Regions from separate parts of the Mus musculus genome. Here region 2 is linked to region 1. The links are chromatin contacts, called in public HiChIP or PLAC-seq maps. All regions are on one chromosome and are shown on one strand. Each heading gives the region's core, a stretch centred on a gene start, on an enhancer-like site or on the middle of the called end of the contact. The rest is flanking DNA. Distances are from core to core; before and after follow the strand shown.

The links. HiChIP or PLAC-seq counts read pairs in DNA pulled down with a chosen protein or histone mark.
Region 2: an H3K27ac HiChIP or PLAC-seq map of embryonic stem cells shows a contact between it and region 1, with 5 times the contacts expected there. The contact joins two enhancer-like sites. A contact is called at or near these places in 13 of 39 promoter capture datasets (the 3T3-L1 cell line, 3T3-L1-derived adipocytes, the C10 cell line and 7 more), 1 of 15 datasets of contacts at CTCF or cohesin (large pre-B cells), 7 of 115 datasets of contacts at active chromatin or transcription factors (DN3 thymocytes, the SCID.adh cell line, bone marrow-derived macrophages and 4 more) and 1 of 9 other capture datasets (embryonic stem cells).

Annotation. Positions count from the first base shown.
Region 1 is chr5:8,487,041-8,493,280 of GRCm38.p6, reverse strand. It overlaps Rundc3b (RUN domain containing 3B), which reads left to right. Exons shown (of 11, transcript NM_001347311.1): 11 at 692-2,945. The coding sequence ends at 837. Among named protein-coding and RNA genes, the nearest start is that of Slc25a40, 67 kb to the right of the region's middle. Within about 2 kb of position 4,415, at least 35 of the 459 cell types and tissues checked have an H3K27ac peak or open chromatin away from gene starts, as enhancers often do. A contact at or near this core is called in embryonic stem cells, where this site is marked.
Region 2 is chr5:9,161,390-9,167,659 of GRCm38.p6, reverse strand. It overlaps Dmtf1 (cyclin D binding myb-like transcription factor 1), which reads left to right and starts at 5,884. Exons shown (of 18, transcript NM_011806.3): 1 at 5,884-6,046. Within about 2 kb of position 2,154, at least 9 of the 459 cell types and tissues checked have an H3K27ac peak or open chromatin away from gene starts, as enhancers often do. A contact at or near this core is called in embryonic stem cells, where this site is marked.

The DNA.
Region 1 (6,240 bases), core at 3,166-5,665:
AGATGTTCAGTGGAAAGTGGGAATTGCCTTTCCACACACACTGTGGCACACACGCCAGAAATAAAACTATGAAACAGAGCTATAATTAAAAGCACAGATCCCAGTGCTCAGGAGACACAAAATCAATGGTCAGCTAGTGAGTAATGTCTGATGAGGGTAAGTTTGTTTCTATCGCACTTCTTAATGAAAGTCCAGGATTCTCATTCTCCCTGCTTTGGCCACAGTTACTCTTATTTAGTTGAGTATTCTTTTCTCTTTGCTGGGTGACAAAATGTGAATATATTCTCAAAAACAGGGGGTAGAGGCGTGGTGGCACAAGCTTGTAATCCCTGAGTTTGGGAGGTAGAGGTACAGTGATCTCTGAATGTGAGGCCAGCCTGGTCAAACATAGTGAGCTCCAGGACACCCAGGGTGTCAAAAAAAGACAATAAATAAGTCAGTAAATAAAAGGTAAACTACATTTTTACTCCAAAATGCGTTATCTCAAACTACCATACCAAGATGTTTTACGAGAAACATAAAAACACTAATATTCTTAGAGGAGGTATTAGAAGCTGCTGCCGGGTAAAATAGGTTTAGCGGCATCGATACATTGTCACTACTCCAGAAGCTCTGGGAGTTTCTCCTGGGTTTTGGTCTTGCAGTGATTCATGAAACTGTTACTCTTGTGTGCTTGTGTCTTAATGTCCAGGTAAAGAAGATACCCCCTCACTTCTTGGCCTCTGTGGGTCCCTGACATCAGTGGCAAGTTACAAGTCCCTAACAAGCCTAAAATCCAACGACTGCCTTGCAAGCCCCACCACGGAGCTAACCAGCCCAGGCCTGACTCCATCCTGAAAGACTACGTAAAAACCCAAAGTTTCTGCATTGTAAATATCCTGTTTACATAAGTTTGGCTGCTGGGAGATTTTGAAATTTTATATTCTGGTACATGCGTAACATTTTGTTGTTTGGAGATTTTAGTCCAGCCCATGTAAATTTCTGAGGGAAAAGCATAGTAGTCCCCTATTTTTCTTTTTAAAATATTACATTTGTCACTGAGGATGTTTAAAGTTGATTAGGCTTTAAAAATCTTTCAAAGAGTGTCTGAATTCATTATAAATTGTACATAGTTGTTATTCAGCTGAATTTTTATATTTGTTTAAATGCGTCTTGGTGTCCAGAGACCAGGTCCAGGTTTTACTCCAGAGACTTAAGCTTAGCAGTTTCTTTCGCTCCTTTATTTGGTGGTTAAATTTGCACAAAAGGCAACTAATTCCATGAAGTACTTCCTGCACTCTGATGTCTGTGTACCATGCTGTAAGGGGAAGTCTCCAGCCACAACTACACAGTGGCTCGTTAAGCTTTCCTTTTACCAGTTGGTACCAACTTTTAGCATTTCATAAAGTTTGTAGAATTGTGCCTTTTTAGGCGGTTGCTGACTTAATTTGTCAGGTATGGAGGAAAAGCATCTTTTCCCAGGTATGCCTAAGACATTGGAAACATTTCAAACTTCAGAACTAATGTTGGCAAGGGGTTACTAACCTCAGAAGTTTCCAGTTTAATGAATGACTTGATAATGATTTTTAAAGAGCTGCAGAGTAACCAGGATGTCTGACTGTGGATATACATTGGAGCTACAATGCTATTTTCCCTGTGTGCAACAATGACTTACATACTGGGTGTTTCATAGCCATTACCACTATGCCATGATTTCTCATTTTTCAAATTGATCTTAGTGTTTAAAAAAAAACAAAACTATACTTCTGTAGGAAAACAGGTTTTTTAAAAAGAGCTGTGTTTCAATTTTTTTTTTTACAATTTTTAAAACAGCTACATGTGTCCCTAAAAATTCCACCCTATTGAAAATAAACACGTATGAAGTGTGTATTCTATAGTGAGTCCTAGGAGGAAAACAAGTGTGCCAAAGACATTTCCTATACTGTTTCATGAAGGGGCCACAGTGCTCACTCTTGTCTGTTGATTTTTATATTTAAACTTAGCAGCTGTGACAAGTAGGAAGTGCATCCCTCCTAAAGCTTCCTGGGGAGTGCTGAACTCACAGGTTCACTCCTTCTATCCAAAGTGTAGGGGTGGGAGGTTCTGGGAAGTGCTTGGAGCGCAGTCTCATGGTGTGGAATCAATCAATAGTAACATGACCAGTGTCACATGTGAGGCAGTGCAGACACTAATCTCTGGGGCAAAGGAGGCCTGCAAGCTCATGACAGACATTGCATCGGGTGACTCAGAACAAACTGAGCAATTTCTTCCTGAGGCTGATGCATTAAAACAGAGCACCTCCATCTTCTCTGATCTGTGTGCACCATATTAAGTGTACAGTGGCCAAAGCCACGTTTAAGTAGTGTCAGGAATAGCAAATAAAGACAGCAGGCCTGCAGCAGGCTGCATGAGGACTTAGATGGTCATGAGAACATTGGGAATTTAGGCTGGCCGTGGGCGCACCTCTACTTTCCTAAGAAAGTCAAAGTGTTTACTGCTTTATCACCACGGCCTGCTCTCACCTGTCATTTATGATTTTTCAGATATAAAACCTTGGTAAGATCTTTTCATACATTTTTATAAAGTAGAAGGGAATACAAGATTCCCCAGTTGGTACACTTTTTCAGATCTGTCCGATAGAAGCACTAGTTTGTGACATATCCCTGCTGCGAACTGCGGACTGAGACATGACACCTGAGGATCATGGCTTTCCCTCCATTATTGGAGCTCTTGATATAAAGTTCATCTGCTACTGTGGAACCCAAGTTTCTGCAGTTGGTTTCGAGCTACAGGCAGTTTGTAACGCTTGCATGAGTGAACAGTGTCTCAGTCTTTAATTTTCAGTGGTACTGTTTATTTTTCAGAACTCCACAAAGAATGCTGGCTATGTCTATCTTTCCATCTGTATTTTGTTGCCTCGATGTACTATATTTGTTGCATGTATATTAAAGATTTTTTTAACCATACAGTACTGGTCTTTTTCCTTGACAAATATAGTTACCTGGTTCAAGTGTTTACTGAACTTCCATTTCAGCACATAGAATAAATATTGAGGACTAATTAAATCCAACACACTAATGGATATGATTGGAGAAAACCCTTCTGTTGAGATTGAATATTATACATACTTTTAAAATATTCCTTATATAGCACATGACATTTTGAGAGTTACTGACTACATATAGGACAATGGTCCCAAGTAACTGAGAGAAGTTGAAAAATTCCTATCCCTTAGTGACATCACAACTCTCTAATATAAAACTGACAGAAATTCTGATATATTCTGAATTTCTTATAATTCAAGAACCAAAGAGTAGAGGGAAAGATAAAGTCCAGTCAACTCGTAGTTTACAGGCAAAACCCGGACACGGTTATAGTCATGGCCTGGAAATATGTTAACATGTTGCCATCATGTGGCCATATGATGTAATTAAAATTTGTAGTAAAGAATATAAGGCACTGAGTATAAAACAGATGTCTCCTATATTCCTTTATTCATTTTTTTGAACCTCTCCAGGAGCACCAGGACTGATGTATAACGGACTTGGGGATTCTTTCCAAAGAGTCCTTCTCATCACAGTATGTATCAGTCTACATATCTATATACATGATATGTAGCGAACAGTGTATTTCCTGGCTTCCCCCACTGTGTGTTGTAACATAGATACAGGCACGGCAGAGAGTAGCTGATTTTTTTTTTTTTTATTAAACTCAGCCTAAACTGTGTATAAGCCCTTTTCCTGTTAACAAGGCAGTGGCCCTCAGAGTCTGGTGACATGTTTCAGCAATCTGGCAAAGTGTTCTATCTGCAGTAAGAATTGCAAATCAAATTATGTTTTCACATTCAATTTGCAAGTGTTTTCTGCAGATTTTTTTGATTTATGTTCATTAAGGAGACTGGACTATAGTTTCCTTTTTTATTATGTCTTCATGCAGTTTTGGTATCAGGTTGATTATGGTTTCATAAAATGAGTTTAGTAGTGCTCTTTGTTCTTTCTGACAAGATAAAGGCAACCAGAGACAATAAAACATTTAAATATATTAGATCTACCCCAAATGAAAAAATTCTTATTGTGGAAGCTGTATTCTGTAGCCATGAACCCCACAGTACACCCTTTTGTTCTTATTGTGGAAGCTATATTGTGTAGCTGAGTATCCCACAGTACACCCTTTTGTTCTTATTGTGGAAGCTGTATTGTGTAGCTGTGTACCCCACAGTACACCCTTTTGTTCTTATTGTGGAAGCTGTATTGTGTAGCTGTATACCCCACAGTACACCCTTTTGTTCTTATTGTGGAAGCTGTATTGTGTAGCTGTGTATCCCACAGTACACCCTTTTGTTCTTATTGTGGAAGCTGTATTGTGCAGCTGTGTATCCCACAGTACACCCTTTTGTCTCAGCAGCTTTACTTGCAAATGCTTTCTGCAGTGCATCTATTGGTCTGGTTCCAGAACTCTGGCTTCTGTTATACTATCAATACTGGAGCCTCCCTGGGACTCCTCTGGGATATCCTGTCACTGCCCTGTGTCATGGAGATCCTGTAGTTTTGGATTGCAGGACTGGCCCTTTCGCACTCTTCGACAGTTCATAGATGGGGTAGATGTTGGGGAGGGTCAATGTTAAAGTCCTGGATTTGGGCCTGGCTTGTAGCTGAGCTGGTCAGTACACCAGCTCCCCCATACTGAAACCACCATGGGAGAGCTCTCTGGCAGAACACTGACTAGCCCACCCAATGCTGCAGCCAGCAAGAGGCAGAGCCAGCTCTTCTACTCTCATGCCCTCGTGCCGATTCATCCCAACCCAGCAGGGCCAGCTCTGCTGTCCAGTTGAGGTGTGGGCTGCTCTCCCAAGTACTACACCCAGCAAGGGGCTGTGCCAACTCTCTTGTTCTCATGCTTTGGGACTGGCTTACATGTGACCCCTTGCAACCAAGGACAGCTCTACTGTGCTGACCAGGAGGGCCTGCTGAGTACTGCTCGGAGACAGCTCTCCTGCTCTCATGACCTTGGGGGCCAGCTCTCCCATCTTCCATAGGTGGTGAGGTGGGGGAGGGCATCTCTCCCTTGCCACAGCACCACACATTAGACAAGTGGCCAGGCCAGCTCTCCCACACTTACACCCCAGGACCAGCTCACTCACAACCCCCCAGCAACCAGGGCCAGCTTTGCTCTGCTCCCTGGGTGAGATGTGGGGCCCCTTCTCCTGAGTACTGCAGTTGGAGACTATGGACATCCGCCTGGCCTTTGGTGGGAATAGACCCCTGCTGTTGCAGGTCCATGAACTTAGACATGGCCCTGGCTGGCAGCATGGGCCAGGACCCCACCATAACCCCAGGTGGCATCACCAGCCACCCTCATCAGGCTGTTCTTCACACTCTCAGCAGTTCTACCTCCCTTCACTGTACAAACATCCCTCTCCCTCTCTGTCTCTCCACCACTACTTGCTCATCATCATAATGATGCCTGGGGCCTCTGTGTTTCTGGTGTCATCTCAGGAGTGTTATGTCCCACCCATTCACTGGACATGGATTGCCTAAGGCATGGACTACCCAGCCAGGCCTGCATGACACTGGCTGGGGGGTCTTCTCTGGTGTGGTCTGTCTGACTGGGTAGCATGGTACCTGACTGGCTCAACTTGCTTTTTATAGGTGTTCTGCATCTTGGTGTCCAGAGACAGGGTCCAGATTTTATTCCTGAGTCTTAGGCCTAGTGTTTTCTTTCACTGCGTTATTCAGTGCTTAAAGTTTCACAAAAGACAACTAACTAATGTCATTAAGTATTTTCTAAGTTCTGATGTCTTTGTAGTGTATTTGTACAAGACAAAGCTGAATTTGCCTGCTTTTTTTTTAATCCAGATGTTTTTATTACTGCATCAGCTCTATTAATTCTTATCTGTTTATCTCATTTGGATTAATTTTTGTAGGTCATATACATCTAAACATTCATCCATTTATTTTAGATCTTTCCAATTTAACAGAATATATTTTTAAGATCACTCCTAGTAATTCTTTTGAATTTCATTTGTATCTATCATAATGGCTCTCTTTTTCTCTAGTTTTATTATTCTGGGTCTGAAAATACTTTGGCAAATTTAGTCTTACTTAATTGATCAAATGACCTTGTAATTTTTATAATTTTTCATTTCTATTTCATCTATTTCTGCCCTGTTTTAATTATTTCTTTCAAACTGATTTTGAGTTTGGTCTTTCTGGTTTTTCCAGGTCCCTCAGGTTTGTCATTAAGATTTTGTTGTTGTGTTTT
Region 2 (6,270 bases), core at 905-3,404, 680 kb before region 1:
GAAGAGCAGGTCTCAAAATCAAGTGGAGTGGGGGTGGCGACAGCGGTGAAGAGAAGAGAAAACAGTAAGGGAGGAAACGCCATCAGCACTGAATCCACAATGACGTTCATGAATCTTATCCAACACAGGGAACACAGGAAATCACACAGAGCAAAAGCCATTAGTAAGCTGTAAATGTTTTTATGCCATAATTTCTGCTTGGGACGGCAATATTTCTCATCTTTATTTTTTCTATAAGACACCTAAACCCTACTTAAATTCAAGTATATTTAAAATCTTATGCATAATCTCACTGCACTCTGACTAAGAAGAAAAGTAGGTGTAACTACAGACAGGTATTCTGGAATTCAAATCACATTCTAGAAAATCTTTATAATAATTATTCAGGTTAAAAGTCTAGAGGTATTACTGTAATGCTAGATTTACATTTTAAATATCATTATTATGACTTATCATGTTTTGTTATGCTTCCTTAGTCAAAACTCCCAATCCAAGGCAGTTGGTAAAAACTAGAATTTGTCTTCCCAATATCAGGTGATGTTGAGTCCTGCACGGTCCTGCATGGAAGAGACAGTGTGACATGTTTTCTCGACCCTGGAGCAGATCCAGGAGGGTGTGGGTCTCCATGAGTGTTGAGGATTGTTGGGCACGAGGCTTGTTTGTATAAAAATATGTAGATATATTAGTTCATGTTTCTCCTTCAGGAAATAGTCTCCCAGCCAAAGTTATTGGGAAAAATTTTCCCTGACATGATTAAAGGGGAATGTCCTCTCTACCAAGGTTAATGACTCCATAATAATCAGAAACAGCACGAGTCTGAGAGGTGAGGGTAGGTCTATGTCCTTAGCCAAAAAAAAAAAAGTAAACATGTGACCTTCAGGACAGTCCTTCAGGCTATGGGAATGAACTCTGAAAACATGAGTTCAAAAATATATAATTTATCGACTGTGCAAAATATAAGGATGCAATATGAATCATAGGAAGGGCTTCATGGACCTTAAAGAACCGAGGCAGCTGCACTACGTGCCAGCTCTTCAGAAAGTTAAAAAGAGCCGGCAGATACAAAGGTGGGCGGATTCCTGAGTTCAAGGTCGGTCAGGGGCTCAGTGAATTTAGGTCCAGGCAGGGTCAGAATGGTAATCTCTGGATGGGATGCCACCCAGATAAGTTTATTGTCTGTGCTTACAAAGGTAAGCAGTTCTCTGAATTCATTTGCAATGTTTAAAAAAAAATGCGCTTGTTGTCATTTTTTTTTCCCTCAACCCGGGGCCCTGTTCCTCCACCACCACTGCATTTTTTTTTCCAATCAGTGGGCTGGGGACAAGGAATGTTGATTTGTGGGCTAGTCAAAATGGAGGCAGAAGTAAATAACTAAACTGATATGTAAATAAAAGACTGGGCTTTGGTCTTTGAGAGCTGAGCTATCTCAATGAGCTGTCTGGAGATCTACAGAGAAAATTGTCTTAAACAATAATCTTTCCTCGCCTTTCTGTTTTCCAGACAGAAATAAATTTTTTTCTCTACTTTATTTGAAATAAAAAATAAGACCCCTATCTGAAGGATCCCATTTCAAGGGCCATAAAAAAATAATGCCATACACCAGCTACTCTGATTATTCTTATTCTTAAATTGCATTTATTCCTAAGATAGGCAGGGAATTTCACACTGAGCATAGTTGCTTACGGCTGAGGGCATTTGGTTCTTGGGAAGTAGTCAGCCCCACACTTTGAAGCACAGGCTCAAGTATCTAATCATAGCTGGCTGCTGTTGGGGAAGTTTTGTGAGGCTAGGGGTTGTCACAAGAAAACATGCAGAAATTTTCCACCCACAGCGAAAATTAACAGTCTCCTATGGGAAGTTATAAAGCACAACTAGACTAGCCTGATCATACTGAGTCTGCTCCACACTCCCCCGTGCAGAACAGACTGTCCTTTAAGCATTCCAAGCGAGAATCCTGGGGTGATCACTGTTGCCCATGTGCCTTCTGACTGAGCTTTAGTGCTGTTCCATGTTACATCTTCCAGTAGCTCCAAAATTGTTCTCTGAGGAGCAAGTGTCTTTTTTTGGTTTTTCGAGACAGGGTTTCTCTTTATAGCTCTGGCTGTCCTATAGCTCACTCTGTAGACCAGGCTGGCCTCGAACTCAGAAATCCGCCTACCTCTGCCTTCCAAGTGCTGGGATTAAAGGCGTGCACCTCCACGCCCGGCTGAGGAGCAAGCGTCTTGTTCCTGGACTTTTCTGCGGTGGTCTAGTGATATGCCCAGCAGGGACTATGGCAGAGTCCAACCCTTTTCAGCCAGAGCTACACAGCGAAGGTTAGTAGCCTTCAATACATTGAGCATTGTTGTATTACCAAGTGTTGGGCAACAAAAGGTCTTTCCAGCAGCAAAGTACTGAAGGAAAAAGAAATTGGCTTAACTTCATCTCCATTGTTCCGGGAACAACAAATGGAAGCTTGACTTTGCCAAGACTTGAATTCCTTCGGGAATGACACTAATAAAAGACCAAGACCTCCGGATTGAATTGGATGTGAGGTGCTCTGTAGGCTGCACTTTTTTTTTTTTTTTCCTTTTTTGGCTTTGTAGTTTTCCTTTCTCAGTTAACATCTCACACTCTAACATTCCACGTTCCCCAGCAGTGCGGGGCCAACTCAAGTTTACAGTCCCGACTGAAAGTCACCCTGCTTCTAGCTTATCTGAACCCTGCGCCTCACTCCTATTTATTAAGCATCACACTACCAGGGAGATGAACTTTGAGCAAACTGTGCAATTGATAAAATATACTCTGTTCTTTACGTTCTTGCTATTGTATCATACATAATAGTATCACTTTTTCTACATCTTGGTCAAATAAATTTTTGCATATTAAAAAAAAAGAAACAAAAAGAACTAAATCTACAAGCCTTGCTAGATTTTCTGACTCAAGAGTTTTAGCCTCTGATCATACCCTTTTGCACAATCACACATTTGAATATGGCCTCCATAAACCCAGGGTAGGGTTCTGAATCGCTTCTGGATATCTTAAGATATATACACTTTCGGAATGTGACACATCTAAAGATGGCATGGAAGCTCTATACCCTGTCCTCCATACGTCTCCCTCCGTATCTTGTATGTCAGTAGAGTGCAAGCTTACCTAAGATTCTGTGGATAAGAATAAGCTGGAAGTCTGAAATTTAAGTGTGACTACTACTTTGGCTTAGTGAAGATATTTATAAATATATATATATATATATATATATATATATTAAGAGCAGTCAGTAATCTTAACCACTAAGCCATCTCTCCAGCTCCTGGCTATGTTTTGTTTTCATCATGAGGTGACACTTGCCAAAGTATATTTTTGAAATAGAGCAGGGTGAGTAGGCTACAATTTTGAGTGTACCCCTTGCTTGTGTGACCTGGACACACTCTACAACTGCATTTGGTTCCTGAGTAAAATGTTACTCACTTGTAGAACCTTCAATTAAGTATTTGATTACATGAGTTTAACACATATGAACAACACACAGGAACACAGAGAATGTTGACTTACATTATTCAAGTTCAGGGTTATTTAGCCCTTTCTTAGCATTTTTTAACAAAGACTTTTTTTAACATTCACAAAATTAAGCAGGAAGTAGAGAAAATTCCTACATACCTCACGGCTTCCCACACACACACACACAATCAAGAGTGGGCATTTGTTATAACGAATGAACCTATACTGACACACCATTAATACAGAAGATATAGTTTATGTTAGAGTTCATTCTATTTTATCTATCAGACCTGTGGGTTTTGCTGCAACTATAAAGGCATGCTATTTCAGCAGCACACAGAGCCCTTGATGCTATAGGAACCCCCGCACATTATTCATTTTCTCCACCCCTGGATGCACTAATTTTACTGTCTCCATAGCAATGCCCTTTACAGAATATCACCACTGGCAGATTGAATGAGAATGGCCCCTGCAGGCTAACATGTTTGAATGTCTGGTCTCTGGTTGGTGAAATTCTTTGGGAAGGATTAGGTGTGGCCTTGTTGGAAATGGCATGCCACTGGGTGCAGACTTTGAGCTTTCAGAAGCCTACACATACCCAAATGGCTCGGCAATTAAGAATGTAAGCTCTCAAGGACTGTTCAAGCCCCATTCCTACCTGCCTGCAGCCATGCTCCCCTCCGTCCGTGATGATTATAAACTCATCATTTAAAACTGTAAGCAAGCCCCAATTAAAACTTTCTTCTGTAAAATGCCTTCACCATGGTGTCTCTTCATAACAGTAGAAAAATAAGACAATCAGAATGGCATAGTCTTAGCATACATCAATTTTTGGATGATTTTTCTTTACTACGTAACATATATTTTAATTCTTCACTACTTTAGTGCCAAATAAAGTTCTGTTGAATAGATGTGCCTGCTTGTTTATTCATTCACCTCCTGGTTAGCCTCTTGGTTGGTTGCATGTTTTGGCAAATGTGAATAAAGCTGCTGTAAAAAACTTGTGATTCCAAATTGCATTGGCCATCAACTCCTATGAACCTTGCTTGATTTAAGAGTATGCCTGATACATCTAATTTCACTCCCCTGGGGGGAAAAAATGATTTTCCCTTTCCCCAGATCTACCATTTGCAAACAGCTTCTTGATTAGGAATGGGACTTTGTGTATCACTAGTAGTGAAAGGAAAGCAAAGTATAACGTGTATCTGCTGAATCATAAAAGCAACACCAATAGGAACCCCAATGCTCAGAATTGTGTATCTTAGAACTTTTGGGTTGGTTTGGTTTGGTTGAGATGTGTTCTATGTAGCCAACACTGCCTCAAAATCCAGTCTTCTTTCTGCCTCAACCTCTTCTCTGCTGAAATTAATAGGTTCGAACAATTGTGCCCAGCATGGGGCAAAAGGCAACTTTTTTGATGTTCTCATCATAGAGTCTGCACTTTTTGTAGCAGTGTTTATGGCAGAAAACCACATCTGACCAGTGTGCAGTTAAGTGACTGTAGAATGCCTATCCCTAAGTGGGTTTTTATAATGCAATCCTTACACCAAAGGTATAGGAGCGTTGCTGAAGATGGGGGGCAGAAAACTTGAAAGAGTCAGGGGAATGGGAAGACTTCTGTTTTAACACCCACCACTCAGCAGCTGTGGTCCCATGCATACCACCACTCCACTCCACATTCCAGCATGGATGGCGAACAAGGTTCCATCTCTGGCTAGGGAGCTACAAGCAGTCAAGACTGCTGAGGAAGAGTCAACTTCCTTCCTGAAGAGATCAGATTGTTTTCCCACGTCCAAGCGGGGCGCAGCCCTACACTGAAGTACATCTGGGCTACATGTGTGTACCCAGAAATACACCCCTACAATAGGACATGAATTTGAGTCGGGGGCATGTCAGGGAAAACACGGGGAGGAGTTGGAGTGGATAGGAAGGAGTAAATATGGTCAAAATGCATCTATTCATGTATGAACCTGATTCTTAAAGATTGGCATGGGAACAGGGCTTCTATTTTGTTCATCTCTAAGAATCCAGAAAATAGAGCTGCACTCGGCATAGCTACCAGCACTGAACTTTAAATGCATAAAGAACTGTAGTCTCCTAAAAGCGAGGTCACACTCACGGAGGTCACCTTTCACAAGAATTATAGAGACACACCGCTCCCTCTTCGCTTCGGAGATTGCGGAAACTAAAAGACAGATGGTGCAGACGCCTGCCAAGGGAAAGACCCTCCTTTACGTCTATCACCCGCCACAGCTCGACGGCGACCGTCCGACCCTATCGCTCGCTGAGAATGGCGCTCGATTCCGCAGCAACCCATCAGCTTGCCGACGCAGACGGAAGTGACGTCGGGGGTGGCGCGCGGGCCCGCCCCCCAGGAGAGGCGGGCCGCAGGGGGGGTGCTGGGAGGGCGGGGGCGGGGCGCGGCCTCGCGGCTCCGTTTCCGGTGGCTGGTTGCGCTCGCTCACCCCAGCTGCAGCCACTCTCTCCCGCGGCTGCTTCCTCCATCCTGGTATTTTTTGGAGCCTCCATCCTGGTTCTTCCAAAGTGCCCGGACCCAAAACAGGAAGTAAGTGCGATGGAACCTTCAGGTCCGGGCCTCCGCCGCAGCCGCTCCGCCCAGTGCGGCCGAGCCGGCCCCTTCGCGGGCCTTGGCTGTCGCCGGCTGGGTGCCGCGGGCGGGGTCGGAGTCCGGGCTTCGCTTAGCCGCCGCGGCAGGCCCCGCACGCCGCGCCCGCGGTCTCCGTCGCCGGCTCAAGCGGCCGCTGGCGGCTGGAACTCCCGAGCGATCCC